Regions from separate parts of the Mus musculus genome. Here region 2 is linked to region 1. The links are chromatin contacts, called in public promoter capture Hi-C maps. All regions are on one chromosome and are shown on one strand. The core of a region is the stretch at or near the end of the contact, and the rest is flanking DNA. Distances in the headings are between cores, read along the strand shown. Region 1 holds the start of Slc22a8 (solute carrier family 22 (organic anion transporter), member 8). Region 2 has its middle 6.5 kb from the start of Gm41805.

The links. Promoter capture Hi-C pulls out the DNA fragments that hold promoters and counts their contacts.
Region 2: a promoter capture Hi-C map of cranial neural crest shows a contact between it and region 1. A contact is called at or near these places in 2 of 39 promoter capture datasets (cranial neural crest and second pharyngeal arch cranial neural crest) and 7 of 484 Hi-C or Micro-C datasets (the C2C12 cell line, CD4 T cells, CD8 T cells and 3 more).

What each region holds. Positions count from the first base shown.
Region 1 is chr19:8,588,932-8,595,577 of GRCm38.p6, reverse strand. It overlaps Slc22a8 (solute carrier family 22 (organic anion transporter), member 8), which reads right to left and starts at 2,396. Exons shown (of 11, transcript NM_001164635.1): 1 at 2,286-2,396; 2 at 1,339-1,695. The coding sequence starts at 1,671. It also overlaps the pseudogene Gm6425.
Region 2 is chr19:9,103,015-9,109,454 of GRCm38.p6, reverse strand. No RefSeq gene overlaps it. Among named protein-coding and RNA genes, the nearest start is that of Gm41805, 6.5 kb to the right of the region's middle.

The sequences.
Region 1 (6,646 bases), core at 1,147-3,646:
CCCTGGGTTTCAGTCTCCCCATCTGAAAGATGGAGTTTGAATACTAATTACTTTATAGCTGTCAAAAGGTTCAAAACTGTTACCATTTGCCAGACATTTAGAATAGTGTCTGCTCTATAATAAATGCTATATAGAGAACAAATATTTGTTAACTACATGGATAATTATATAGACAGTGTAGATGGTCTTGGATTCAAATCCTACCTCTGCCCACAGAAAAAAGTCAGGGTTAGCCTTTATTTCCTCATCTGTGAAATGGAGATAAAGGGACTGAACTCCTGGGATTTCAGGAAGCTGAGACTCATCGGGTGGCAACTGGTAGTGAAGCAGTGTTTGGATCCTGCACTTGTGGGGATAACAGGTTACCTCTTTATGAAGCCTTCCTGAAATCTTTTGGCTAAAGCTTCCCTTGAACTTTGTACTAAGGGGCATTTTGCTTTAAAATCCAGCTCTGAAACTGAGTGGCACTGAACAGTCACCTCTCTTCCTGGGGTCTGAGCACCTAACCCTCAACAGCAAGAAGACAGCCGTACACATCCATACACCGGAGAGCCCTGCAGAGCACTCAGCACTTGTCAGGCAGGCAGCTGACATTCAGCAAACACCACTTCCAGGTTCCTCATCTTCCTCCTGTCACAGTCTCCTGACTGGCCTGTCAGTTCATTGAAGGATTTGATTTAACTCTAGTTCCTGGAAATGATAGGTAGGAGAATCAGCCACTCCATAGGGTGACTGGGGAGTAAGGTCATACAGACACTTATGTGAGTGACTGACACCCTCTGGATCCACCCAGGAGCCTTCCAACCTTTGCAATGTGAAATCCCTCTGCTACCCAGCCTCCCTGCACCACCCCTCCCCCAGCCCCGCAAAGCTTTGCACAGGATGGAATGCTCCTCTTCTAGTCTAGTTAACCCCTTGCCTGCTGTTCTAATCTCAGCTCCAGGGATGCTTCTTTGAAGTGATTTCATCTCAAGCTACTCTTTTCTTGTCCCTATAACCAGTCCAAGGGTGGAAGATTGCAGCCCAAGGTCACTGCACAGCATGAGGTAACAAGTTATTCCACAAGGCTGTATAACACCCTACTAGGAGGAGAGACTGTACAGCTCAGCATCACTGGAGCTCAATACCACGCTATAGATTGTTGAAGGAATGCTTGGGCATGAACGAATCAAACCACTCAGTTCTTGTGCATTAGCACTGGGATCCTTCCTCTTTGCCCAGTTCCCATTCTTTCAATCCCAGGAAATCTAGGCCCCTGTGTTTTTTCTATCCACAAGTGCTGCACGGTATATGGAAGTACCTAAGGTGAGGTGGAAGGAGAGAGGGTGCCAGACATACCTCTGTCACAATGGTGTCTCTGGTGCTGTTGTAGATCCAGCCATCCAAGCATGGCTCGGTGGCCCCCTGGGTGTCATTGGGAAGACTGGCGTTTGGCAGATGCACGAAGCGGAGACACTTCTCAGGCTTCCCGTTTGGGCCCAAGGGGAGTACCCAGGGCTCTAGAGAGGCGTTGGGGGGCGGGCGACAGTGGTGGTCAGGGGTGGTGGCTGTGAAGATCTGTAGCAAGTTGTGGTTGGCTATTCCGAGGATTGGGAGGGCCAGCAAGGTCACATGCAGGTACTGGAAGGGGCCCATGCTTCCAACACGGTCCAGAATCTCGGAGAAGGTCATGGCACCAGGCAAGATGAACCAAAACTGTAGGCAAGGCATCAGGCCAAGAAGAGGTGTGTGTATGTGTGTGTGAATTGTATGTAGGCCTGTGGAGCATCATAGAATCACATGCATGAAGATGTACCTAGTTACATGTGTAAAGATTTGGGGTTCTGGTGTGTGGATGCATAAAGATGTACACAGTTGCAGAGAGGGATATGGGATACCAGTGTGGATGCAGTGCTATGTGCACATCTAAACTGCACTCTTGAAGGTCATGTGAATGCAGGCATGTGGCCCTGTGCTTATAGGTCGTAGATGTGTAGGCACAGGGCCACATAGTAGGGACCAAAGGTCCAGATTTGGATGTTGGTTGCCCAGGCGGGGTGTGGGTGAGGGTGAGAGAGAGGATAATACACATTTCCGATTGCTTCATGTGGGCTAAGAAGGATCTGCTCAAGCTCCAAGCCTCCTTGCTGTTCCCTGGGGTGAGTCCCCTGTGCTGGAGTATCAGAAGAATCCAAGTAGGTCCCTGAAGGCTTTAGGGGTTTGACCAATTACAGCGTTACAGTGAGGAAGCCTGGCTTTGGGGTGTTCTTGGGTGCTAGACTTGGGGGTCTTCAATCCCGTCTCACCTGGTGGTTGGAGCTGGATTCAGTTGGGCTGGAGCTGGATGCAGCAGTTGCCCGTGCTCTGTCCTAGGGTCCAGCAGCTGCTGTAGTAGGACAGCTCAGCTCTAACAAGCTGTTTGTGTCTCCCCTGGGGTGCCTTATATAAGGCATAAGCTGTTTCCTGGGCTAATGTTTGACTTTCTTTGGAAGATTAACATCCGGCAGGGGGAATGCTGTGCACCCACCAAGCCCAGCTCTCCTGAAAGGGCTGCCTCAGCCAAGGCTGTTGATAGGGTGGAGAGGGGGCTGGGGAGTGGAGTGTGGCTGAGCCTAGAGGCTGCTTGCTGGACAAAGGGCTTAGTGGCTCAGGGCATGTTTCCTAAGCGAGAATCTGGAAAAGGACTCAGGTCTGCGTGTCCAGAGTGCCTCTGAGCTGATGTTCAGAGGACCTGGAGTGGAGAACAACCAGCAAGAGAGGTGCTCCTGCACATGGGAGGCAGCATTCCTGCAATGGATCATCTTTCATACCCGGCTCCTGAGTAGATTCATGGAGAATGTTAGAACACACTCAGACAGAAAGGCCCAAGCACTGGTCCTTATGGTCTCAGAGGTACCGTGCCTTGGGCTCCTGGAAACACCAGGGCCATCCCTGTCTGAGTCTCAAACACAAGTGACCATCTCCCATCTACCTGTGGACTTATGCCACCGGCTGCTCTTTGGCTTCTCTCTGCAGTCCCAATGGCTTTGCTTATTTCTATGAGTACGGTTTAATTACCTAATAATGTGCATTTCTTGTATAAAACAGAAATTCTAACAAGCCAACACAAACTGAATTAAGTACATTCAGTTTCACCCAAGAGCCAGCTTGGGCAGGGAGTCTTGTGGTTTGTGGTTACTTTTCTCCTACAGACATGTCTAAGACAGGGTCTACCAGTCAGCTGGAAACTTGGTTGACACACTTATGGCAGGCCCTACTGATAGGACTGTCAGTTAGGAAACGGAGAAGTTAAGTAACTAGCTTAGGGTCCCCAGCAGGAAGTAGGTCAGGGGTGTGGCTTCAAGTCCATTTCTGCCCTTAAGCATCTAAACACACATACACAGACACACACAGACACACACACAGACACACACACACAGACACACACACACAGACACACACACACACAGACACACACACACACAGACACACACACACACAGACACACACACAGACACACACACACACACACACACACAGACACACACACACAGACACACACACACACAGACACACACACTCTCCCTCTCCCCTTCCTCCGCCTCTTCCTTCCTCCCTTCCTCTCCCCTCCCTCTCTTCTGCTTCTTCCCTCTCCTCTCCTCTTTGAGTGTTTGAGTCAGGATCTCGCTATATAGTTCAGCCTGGCCTTTAAGCCTCACAGCAGTCCTCAAGCTTTAGACTCCTCTCAGTTGCTAGGATCACCAGCATTCACTTGTGCTTCTGGTGTGAACCAGAGTTTTCTATGAAGTCTGCTTCTTTCTTAGCAAAGTTGCTTAACCTGCACTGCCTTTTAAGTCACAACTGGCTTGCTTTTAGCTGACTATTACCATTTCTGGGACCCCCCCCCCCGGAGATGCCCCATTCCACCTGCAATGCAGGGGAGGTGGGGTGGGGTGGGGTGGGCAGGATCAGAGATGGCCCACTTGGGGTTCTCTGTTTTGTCTGGTTGAGGTTTCCTGTCTCCTGGGCCCTTTTCTTAAAGGTGGCATCCAGCCTCCAAGTTAGGCCTGGGATCCTCCTGCTGAAGTGCCTGCCAGCTCTTCCCTCTACCACAAAGCAAGGTCAGATGACAAACCCTGTTCCAGCCCCTCCTCTTCGCTTACCACCTGGACTCAGCAATTATTGATGTTCTCCGAGTGACCTGAGGCAGGGTGAAATCTGGAGTCATCAAAGGAAGATTAAATTATACTCCAAGGCCGCCAAAGGGTTGTTTTAGGAAGGTTTTGACTGGGAGGCTTGCAGCAAGCTGGGCTGCTGCAGCTAACCCCCTGTTCTGGGTGTTCACCCTCACAGAGATGTTCTTTTCTAGTTCCTAATTGGCCTGGGCTGTCCGTCTGTTCCTGTCCCAGTGGGATGTTGTTTAAAGGCGCCTGGTGATTTCCCTGAGGCTTCTGGGGTTGAGCCAGAGTATACATAGCCCAACAGCTCAGTGAGGGGCCGCTGTATCCGGGCAGCGCCCCCGGCCCCCAGCGGATGTGCATGGGTTCCTGATCCCTGGATCAAGGCTATTGAAGGTTGTCGCATGATGGACTTGTATGACCTTCAGTAAAATCACCTTTCCCTGGGCCTCTTCTCTTCATTAGTTAAAGTGGCTTTGAAAAAAAAAAAAAAAAAAAAAAGCAAAGCACCAGAAACCTCTTATTTAATAGTATATTGAGTACACAACATCTCTACATCAAGTATATAATAGAGTTGGTGCTCCAGCTAAAGCGGGAGAGAGAGATGGTAGCCAAAAGGAGCTCCTCCATCACCTTTTTTACTCACGCTTGTTCTTGTTGTCTTCTGTCCCGGGATGCCTCTGCTGTGATCCTAAATTTAATGTGTTCAAATTGACTTTTTTTTTTTTAAAGAAATTATGTACTTAAGAAATCTTACACATTCAATGTATTTTTAATTTGGGACATGGAAATAGGTTTTCTTCCTTTCTTTTTCTTCTTTTTTTCTCATTTCTGTCTAAATTCGTTCAGTCTCCTTTAAGCTGAAGCTGAGCTCAGGTTCCTCTGTTGCCTGTCAGGTCTCATCAGGGGTGTGTGACTTGTCTGTCGTCCTCATCTCATCTGGGGGGGTGGGGGGGGGATTGAGGATCAACACAAAGGAACACTGGCTGGATCTCCAGCCTCATTGTCACCTTTCTAAATCTAAATTCCCTGAGGCAGGGGAACTCCCGAAAAGGGAATCTGAACAAGGAGAAGTAGGGATCCCACCAGCTGTCTGTGGTCAGATGTGTGACCATACAGGGGATGCAAATGCTAAGTCTCTGCCGTAAACCTCTGAGTGGGTACAGATCAGGTAGGCCGCAGCTATGGGCAGCCAGCCTGGCAAAATAACCATGAGAGTGAGAGACTCAGATGCTGAACTAAGTAAACTTGGATTCACTTAGTTCTCTCTCCAGCCATGTTCTCATGAGCTTGTATGTATATCTGAGTTCCCATGCTATGGCTGTCCTTACCTCCCATGTGCTTCTCTGAGTGGACAGCATTTCAGAAATCATTACAGCACAGGGAGGTCAATGTCTAAGATGACCAGACTGCAGGACTAGATCGAAATGGGCTGTCTAGAGGAGGTGGCAGCATCACCAGGCTTTGATGACTGGATAGAGTGAGTTCAGTAGGTAGAGTTGGCTGGGGAGAGTAGTTGAGCATAGGGTGGTTGTGGGTAACAAGAGGAGAAACGAACGAATTCGTTTGGGTAGAACCTCTGTTTCTATCTAATGTGGTGGCCTTGGCCTCAGGGCCAGGATGTCTCTGTGACAGTCTCAGAGGATCTGGTGAGCCCCTAGGCTTTTCTGTCCTGGAGGAGTGGAAGTCAGAGAGTGTCAGAAGCCTGCATCCTATGAAGAATCAGGGTATGAGGGGTTGACTGAGTCAGGCTCAGTGGTACCCAGGTTTACTTAGTTCAGCATCTGAGTCTCTCGCCTCTTACGTTTATTTTATGGGCAGACTGGCTCCCCGTAGCTGCCGCCTACCTGTTCCACATCCACTCAGAGGTTTAAGGCAGGGACTTAGCCTGTGCATCCCCTGCATGGCCGCTTAGAATGTTCATAGGTGAGGATGGTTAGGCTAACCTCTCAAGGTCCAGGAGCTGCATTTCTATAGTGACTGAGAAGGTGCCTCTCAGCCCTGGGATTGAACACTAACTAATTTGAGAACCTCAAATTCAGCCCTTATCCTGGAGCAGCTCCAAAAACAAAAGTAGTTTGTGTGTGGGGTATCTTCTTGCTGGACTTGGGTAAAAGGATGTTCTCTGTCCTTAAAACCCAACTCCTCGAGAGTCCGGGAGTCAAAGCTGGTTGTCAACCCAGTCCTGTCCCGAACTCGCCTACCTCTCTCTCTCTCTCTCTCTTTTTTTTTTTTTGCTTTCAACATGACAGATGCCACTGTGTCCTTCATTAAGGACTTCTTGGCTTGTGGAGTGGCCTCGGCCATCTCCAAGACAGCGGTAGCACCCATCATCGAGAGGGTCAAGCTGCTGCAGCAGGTGCATCATGCCAGCAAGCAAATCACAGCAGATAAGCAATACAAGAACATTATAGACTGCGTGGTTCATATCCCCAAGGAACAGGGAGACTGTCCTTCTGGTGTGGGAACCTGGCCAATGTCATCAGATACTTCCCCACCCAGGCTCTCAA
Region 2 (6,440 bases), core at 1,930-4,429, 510 kb before region 1:
AAGAAAACTCAGGCATCCAGACCTTTGGCAGGGGTGGGAGTGTGGAGCTAAAGAGAGTCCCTCGGGGCATGTTAAATGTGTTTATGTCAACTTCCCCATTCACAAGTCCTGTGGCCCCCAGCCAGATGTCATCCAGATCTAGGGGCAGCCCAAAAGCATTCTGGGTCAGAGGTTGGGAAAACCAACATATCCTAATAACTTTATCCTTCAAATTCTGCTTTTCATCAACCCAATATTAAAATGAAATTGGGTTTTCAGAACCAAAGCTCCTGACTTCTGTACAGAGTCTAGAAAGTAACATGATTAGATTGATAAATAAAACAAGTGTGGATGAGAACTTAACATCATCTCAGATTTAACATCTACTATGCTCTTACCGGCACTTTGTAGATTCTATACAGAACTCAGGAACTTGGGTTCTGAGGTTATAATTTGGTGCCAAGAAGAAAAGAGGTTGGAGGCAGGTACAATGACACACAGCTATATTCCCAGCACTTGGTAAAGCAGGAGGCTCTGGAGTTTCAGGGGTGACCTCAGCCATATAAGGAGTTTGAGGCCAGCCTGGGCTATATGAGACCCTGTCAAATAAAAACAATAGTTTGAGTCTTCTCATCCTAGAAGGCTCAATAGTCACCACTTAGTACCTAGGGCAGGTCCCCAATGCTTTTTTTTTATGCAGGGTGATCTGTCTGCCTGCATATCTACATGCCAGAAGAGGGCATCGGCTCCCTTTATAGATGGTCATAGGCCACCACTATCTGGTTGCTGAGAATTGAACTCAGGACCTCTGGAAGGATTTTTAATTATTTTTCTTTTAATATAAGGAGTGCTCTGTCTGCATGTATACCTACATGCCAGAAGGGGACAGGTCCTGGATTCTCAAAGGTCAGCAGTCTTTCATTAAGTATTTTTAAGAGAAAAATGACCTGCAACAAAGTAGCTGCTTGAAAAATGGCTCAGAGGGGAAAAGCTTGATGTTCAAGCAAGAAGTCCTGAGTTCTTATCTCTCCGGCACCTGTGTAAAAAAAATCCATGGGTTGTGTTACAGACATGTAATGCCAAACCTGGGAAGCAGAAACAAAAAAGGTCCCAAGGGCCTCTGGCAACCAGTCTAGCCAAAATGTCAATCTCTGTGTTCAATGAGAGACCCTGCCTCAAAAATCAAGATGGAAAGTAATAGGGAAGGGTCCTCAGCATCGACCTACACACTTATCCTACAGTTCTCCCAAAATGAGACCAGACATGCTAAAGTGTGTGTGTGTGTGTGTGTGTGTGTGTGTGTAACTTTTTAAAACTTGTATGTGTTTGAATGGTTTGCAAGTGTGTATGTATTCACATCACATGTGCCTGCTGCCCACATGAGTCAGAAAAGAATTTTAGTTACACCATTTTGGAGGGGCCCTGGAAACTGAACCCAGATTTTCTGCAAGAGAAGCCTGTGCTCTTAACCACTGAGCCATCTTTCCAGCCCCATGAAACTCTCTTAGTCAATATTCTCTACCTTTCCATGTCAGTAAACTGTCATATAATATTCTGTCCTCATTCAACTATGCCCATCTTTCCTTACAATGGGGCTATCTATTTTCACCACCTTTCTTTTCTAGGGTGACAGACGTGTATAGAATCCTGTGCCCGTGGTGTGATACTTTCTCCACTGGTCAGGTTCCTCAGATGGTTGGGAGAGATTCGTGACTGAAGACCACAGCCCAGGGATACTTGCTGGCTGTGTGCCAAGTAGACTATTGCCAATAGACATGCCAGCTCCTGAGCATTTCTGGACCGTGACCTAAACCTGAGCAACACTGGGCCATGACATGGGCCCTAGGCAGAAGACTGGACAGGGAACTATGGGCTGTGCCAAAGCACAGGCCCCACCCAGAGTTTGGCTAGGGTGAGAAGAGCAGGTGAGACTAGGTTCACCCTGTGCTGCTCACAGGAAAGGGCTTGCCCACCCCCTTCCTGCCCAGGTCACTTCCCCTCCTACAAAGGGTCTGTTTGTTGTTCTTCCTAACTCCTCTTACCTCCAACCTTTCCCAGGGCCCCCCTCTTCCCAACACAATAGCCAGGCCACCCCAGTGTATCAAAGTCAAAGGGCATTTTCAGAAGTGTTTACAAACCAGTGCAGCTGTACACCTCTCACTGCAAACCCAAGAGTATTTACCTTGGGCTAAGGATCTGTGGTTCTGCTGACCTTCCAGTACAGCCTAGCACTCCCTGCCCCATGCAGATCCCCAGGGACTGGAACTTCTGAACCCCCGGCCTTCCAGTCAGAAACCAAGTATTTAATCTTAAAAGCAAGAAAGAAGAGGGCCAAGTTTTCCTTCCTCCGGGCTTGTCCAGGCCCCTCCTCTGCACCCACTGAGTGAGGTGTGGGCCCCACATACCTTTGGGCTGACTTCATCCTGATCCAGCCTGTCTGTCCTGAGCCTCCCCAGTCCTGGCCATTTCATCTTTATCTCTAACATAGATCATGCAGATATCACACCACAGATGCCTCATGACTAAAACGTGTGCTACTTTCCCAAGCCCTTTCCCACCCTGTCCCTGTGGTAGTACAAATTCCAACATATTTGCTGTCTGCTCTCAACATATTTGTTGTTCTACCCAGAAAGGGTCGGGACCTTGGGTGGGGCACTGTCACTTGGGTAAAGCCACCTCTTCCTGCCCCCATCTCTGCCTCCAGGTTCCCAACAGAGTTGGAACTTGAAAATGTGCTGCAGAAACTGGCTGCTTGGCCTGTGGGGGCAGTTCCTCTGCTTTCAAACTTGCAGAGGAATAGACCCATGTCCTGACCAACTTTTCAGTGGACCCCTGGCAAGGGCTTCACTGTGTTTGACAAAAGTGATGTCAGCCCTGGTTCCTATCTATAACCACCATGGCTATTGCTCTACCACCTCCCCACATGGCCAGCCCCAGCCCCAGCCCCAGCCTCCACAGGGACGTCCATGCCAGGGAAGGGGCCAGTGCAAAACAACCCAGCCGCTCTAACACTCAGCAGACATCCTGCGCCTCACCAGGGCAATTCTCAGAACACTGTGCAGTCAGCCTCAGGAGAGCTGCCTAGCTCAGAGGCCTGGCACACACGGGACCAGACCTTCAGACCCTTTAGTGCTGTTAGGGCTCTGAGGCTGCACCACACACAAGCCAGCTTCTGAGTCCACCTCTGTTTCAAGGCTTCCTGGGAGTCACATGGGAGGCAGCTGTGTCCAAGCCTCAGAGAAGCAGCCTGAGGAATGAGGAAACCCCACCTTCTTTCTTGGAATCTGTGCTTCTCAGCCGGTCTGTCACTAGACCTCCCAGGATCCTCACTCTGAAAGACCGAAGACTGGTAGTACCCTCTCCAGTGCTGTAATGGCCAATTACTTACTGCATGGGAAATCCCTAGATACCACGCAGCATGTGTTAGTCATTATTATATATTATCATCCCAAACCACACCAACCAGACCACCCTTTGTTTTCCAATCCCCTTCCATGCTTCAAGGTTATCAGCCTGCATCTTTACCATGGGCCGCTGGCTGTGTAGTGTGGTCCAGAACTCAGAAGGCTGAGGCAGGGAGGCTCAGGCCATCCTCAAGTACAGAGTAAGAATCGCGTCTATATAGACAAACAAATAACTAAATAAGCCACTGCTCTGTGGCCTCAGAAGTTAACATGGACTATTTTGACCCTTCCCTTAAGCTGGCAGGGACTCTGCTGTTCCCTGCATGGGTGTCCACACAAAGGAGAATATCGGATTCATATTCTATGGTTTAGGGAACATTTTCACTTCTGGTTCTACAATATGGAGTAGACAGGGCATTAACCATCACTCTTTAGTTCTAAATGAGCCCTACCAGGCAGAGCACAGTTGAAGTCAGGGATAGAGACCTAGCATCTAACACACAGGATAACTGCACAGTGGAGACTTGCACCCCAGCTCTGCCTGATTCTAATCCCCATTTGTTTAAATTTTTTCCCCTCAGCAACAAGCTTGGTCACAATCACTTAAGTGTATCCTCCTTCAAAAAAGAAGTTCAGATGTCAGAAGAATTAGAGACAGTCACACAATGAAAAGCAGATGTCCTGCCCCTTGTCCCTGGAGCAGCTCCCAGGAAAGGGAGGAAAACTGGCTGATGGGTGGCCCCTGCAGCCACCCCACCCATGAGCTCAGCTCCTGGCACGTAGTTCTTCTTCATGAAGAAGTGGGCCTCCTGGGCCCAGAAGAGACAGACACACGAAGAGCTGGGGCCAGACCACAAGGCTGCTCACTCTGGGGGTCAGAATAAGGAGTGTCCAAGGCCGGCCAGCCATATTTTCACTAACTCTATCCTTAACTACCCTGGAAGGCAGATGCTATGCCTGTTTTTCACATGAGAAGTCTTTCTTTGGTTCTTTTCTGAGGTAGGGCCTCACTGGGTAGCCCTGGCTTACATGGAACTCACTATTATGTAGACCAGGGTGGCCTCCAATTCACAATGGTCTCTCTGCCCCGTCCCTGCCCCTGCCTCGGCTGCTACCTCCCAAGGGCTAGGATTACAGGTACACACCACCACACCCAGCTATGTGGCTTTCCAAACTAACAATCAGGAATACAAGAATATGAACATGGCCTGTCGGACTCCACAGTCGGGCCAACCTACAAATGTGATCTCCACTTTGTGACTTTTACCTCTGGTACTCTGGTCAAACCAGAATGAAGCTGTTTTCAGAGCAGAAGCTACACATTCCTTGCTGTAGCTGAGTGTCCAACTCACAGGGGCAGGATTCCCTTACTCATCCGGGTCTTTAGGGACCCAACCACTATAAAGGCTCTAAGATAGAATTACCAGAAAGGCCAGGGCCTTGGGGAGGAAGACAGAGCAAGCAAGGCTCATTAGGATGGTAGTTGGGTAGCAAGAAGGTAAAGGCAAAATAGGGAGCAGGCACAAGACATGACTGAGGGCCCTGTTTCAGGGCCCCAGGTAAGCAAGACCCCTCTGGAGGGCTGTTTCTGTAACTGACATGACCACCTCCATGACAGGGAAGGCCTGGGGTTTTTAGTTCAGAGCAACCCAAGCAAGGGAGGCAGAGGCTGAACCCAAGCCTATGTCTCCTGGTGGTGTGTAGGATCTAAGTTCCTAAACTCCAGGAGAGGCACTGCTCTCATTTAACAAACCACAGCCACAGCCACCAAGCAGGAACAGTGCAATCGAACTCCACCCAAGCCAACCCTCCCTCCATCTGGTGCCCAGAGCACAGCACAAGTTTCTAAAAGACTCGGGGAGCTGAGCAGCACAAGTGCCTGGCTTTGCCTTCACACCCAGAACCACCCTAATGTCCCCAGGAGCCACTGTGGTTTCTCTTGTGTGTCCTGCCCACCGAACTGTAAACCCTCATCCTTTTACCCATGATGCTGCTCTCTACCCAACAGTACACGTTGACCCAACAGACTTTGTCTAACAACTTGAGTCTCCTTCCTGGAAATCACTCCATTATCATTAGCATCTGACCCCAGCAGCAATACCAAACTTGATACTTGTCTCCATCTTAACAATCATACAGTGAATAAAGGAACAGTAGAGAGATGGAGATGCAGCTCTGTTAGTAGAGTGCTGGCTTAGCGTGGGTGGATGAGGCCCTGGGTACAATCTCTATCACCAAATAACCCAGAGCTAGTAATGCACATCTATAATACCAGCAATTTGAGAGGTGGGGACAGAAAAGTCAGCATTCAACGTCATCCTCAAGTTCAAGGCTTGGGATACCTGAGGCTATGTGGAGGTGGGAAGGGTATGCCCTGCAAGATGGCTGAAGACAAGGATGGTGCTTTCTGTGCCAGCATGGTAAGCTGGGATAGATCTCTGGAACCCCTAAATAATGTGGAAGGAGAGAATAGACTCCACAAAATTGTCCTCCAACTTTCACATGCAGGGGGTGGGGGAAGAGAAGAGAGGGAGGCAGGCAGGGAGGGAGGAAAGAAGGAAGGAAGAGCAGCAGAGACCTCTTCCAGCTCAGCCATTTCTTCCTTCTTGGCAAAGTCTGTCCTAGCCCCACGAGACCCAGCTCAAAGGCACGCGAAGACTTTCACATCAACTCGGAAGTCACAATTTCATCCTCTGAGAAATTCTTTTCTTTCTTTTTTTTTATTCTATTTATTTACTTACCTATTTATTTTGAGACAGGGTCTCTCTACACAGCCCTGGTTGTCCTGGAATTCACTACACAGACCAGCTCGCCTTGAACTCACAGAGGTCGTCCTACCTCTGCCTTCAGAGTACTTGGATTAAAAGCTTGTGCCATCCGGCCCAGCACACGCTGAGCAATTTTAAAGAAAGTACTCATGATCCATCTATCTCCCACACTACCATGAGATCCTTGAGGTAGCACCACGCTGCTGGGCCCAACAGTCCCCATCACAGAAAGCTTTGGACTCCCTGTTCCTTAATGGAGTCTGACAGTCCTCTAAAATAAGGACCCTGA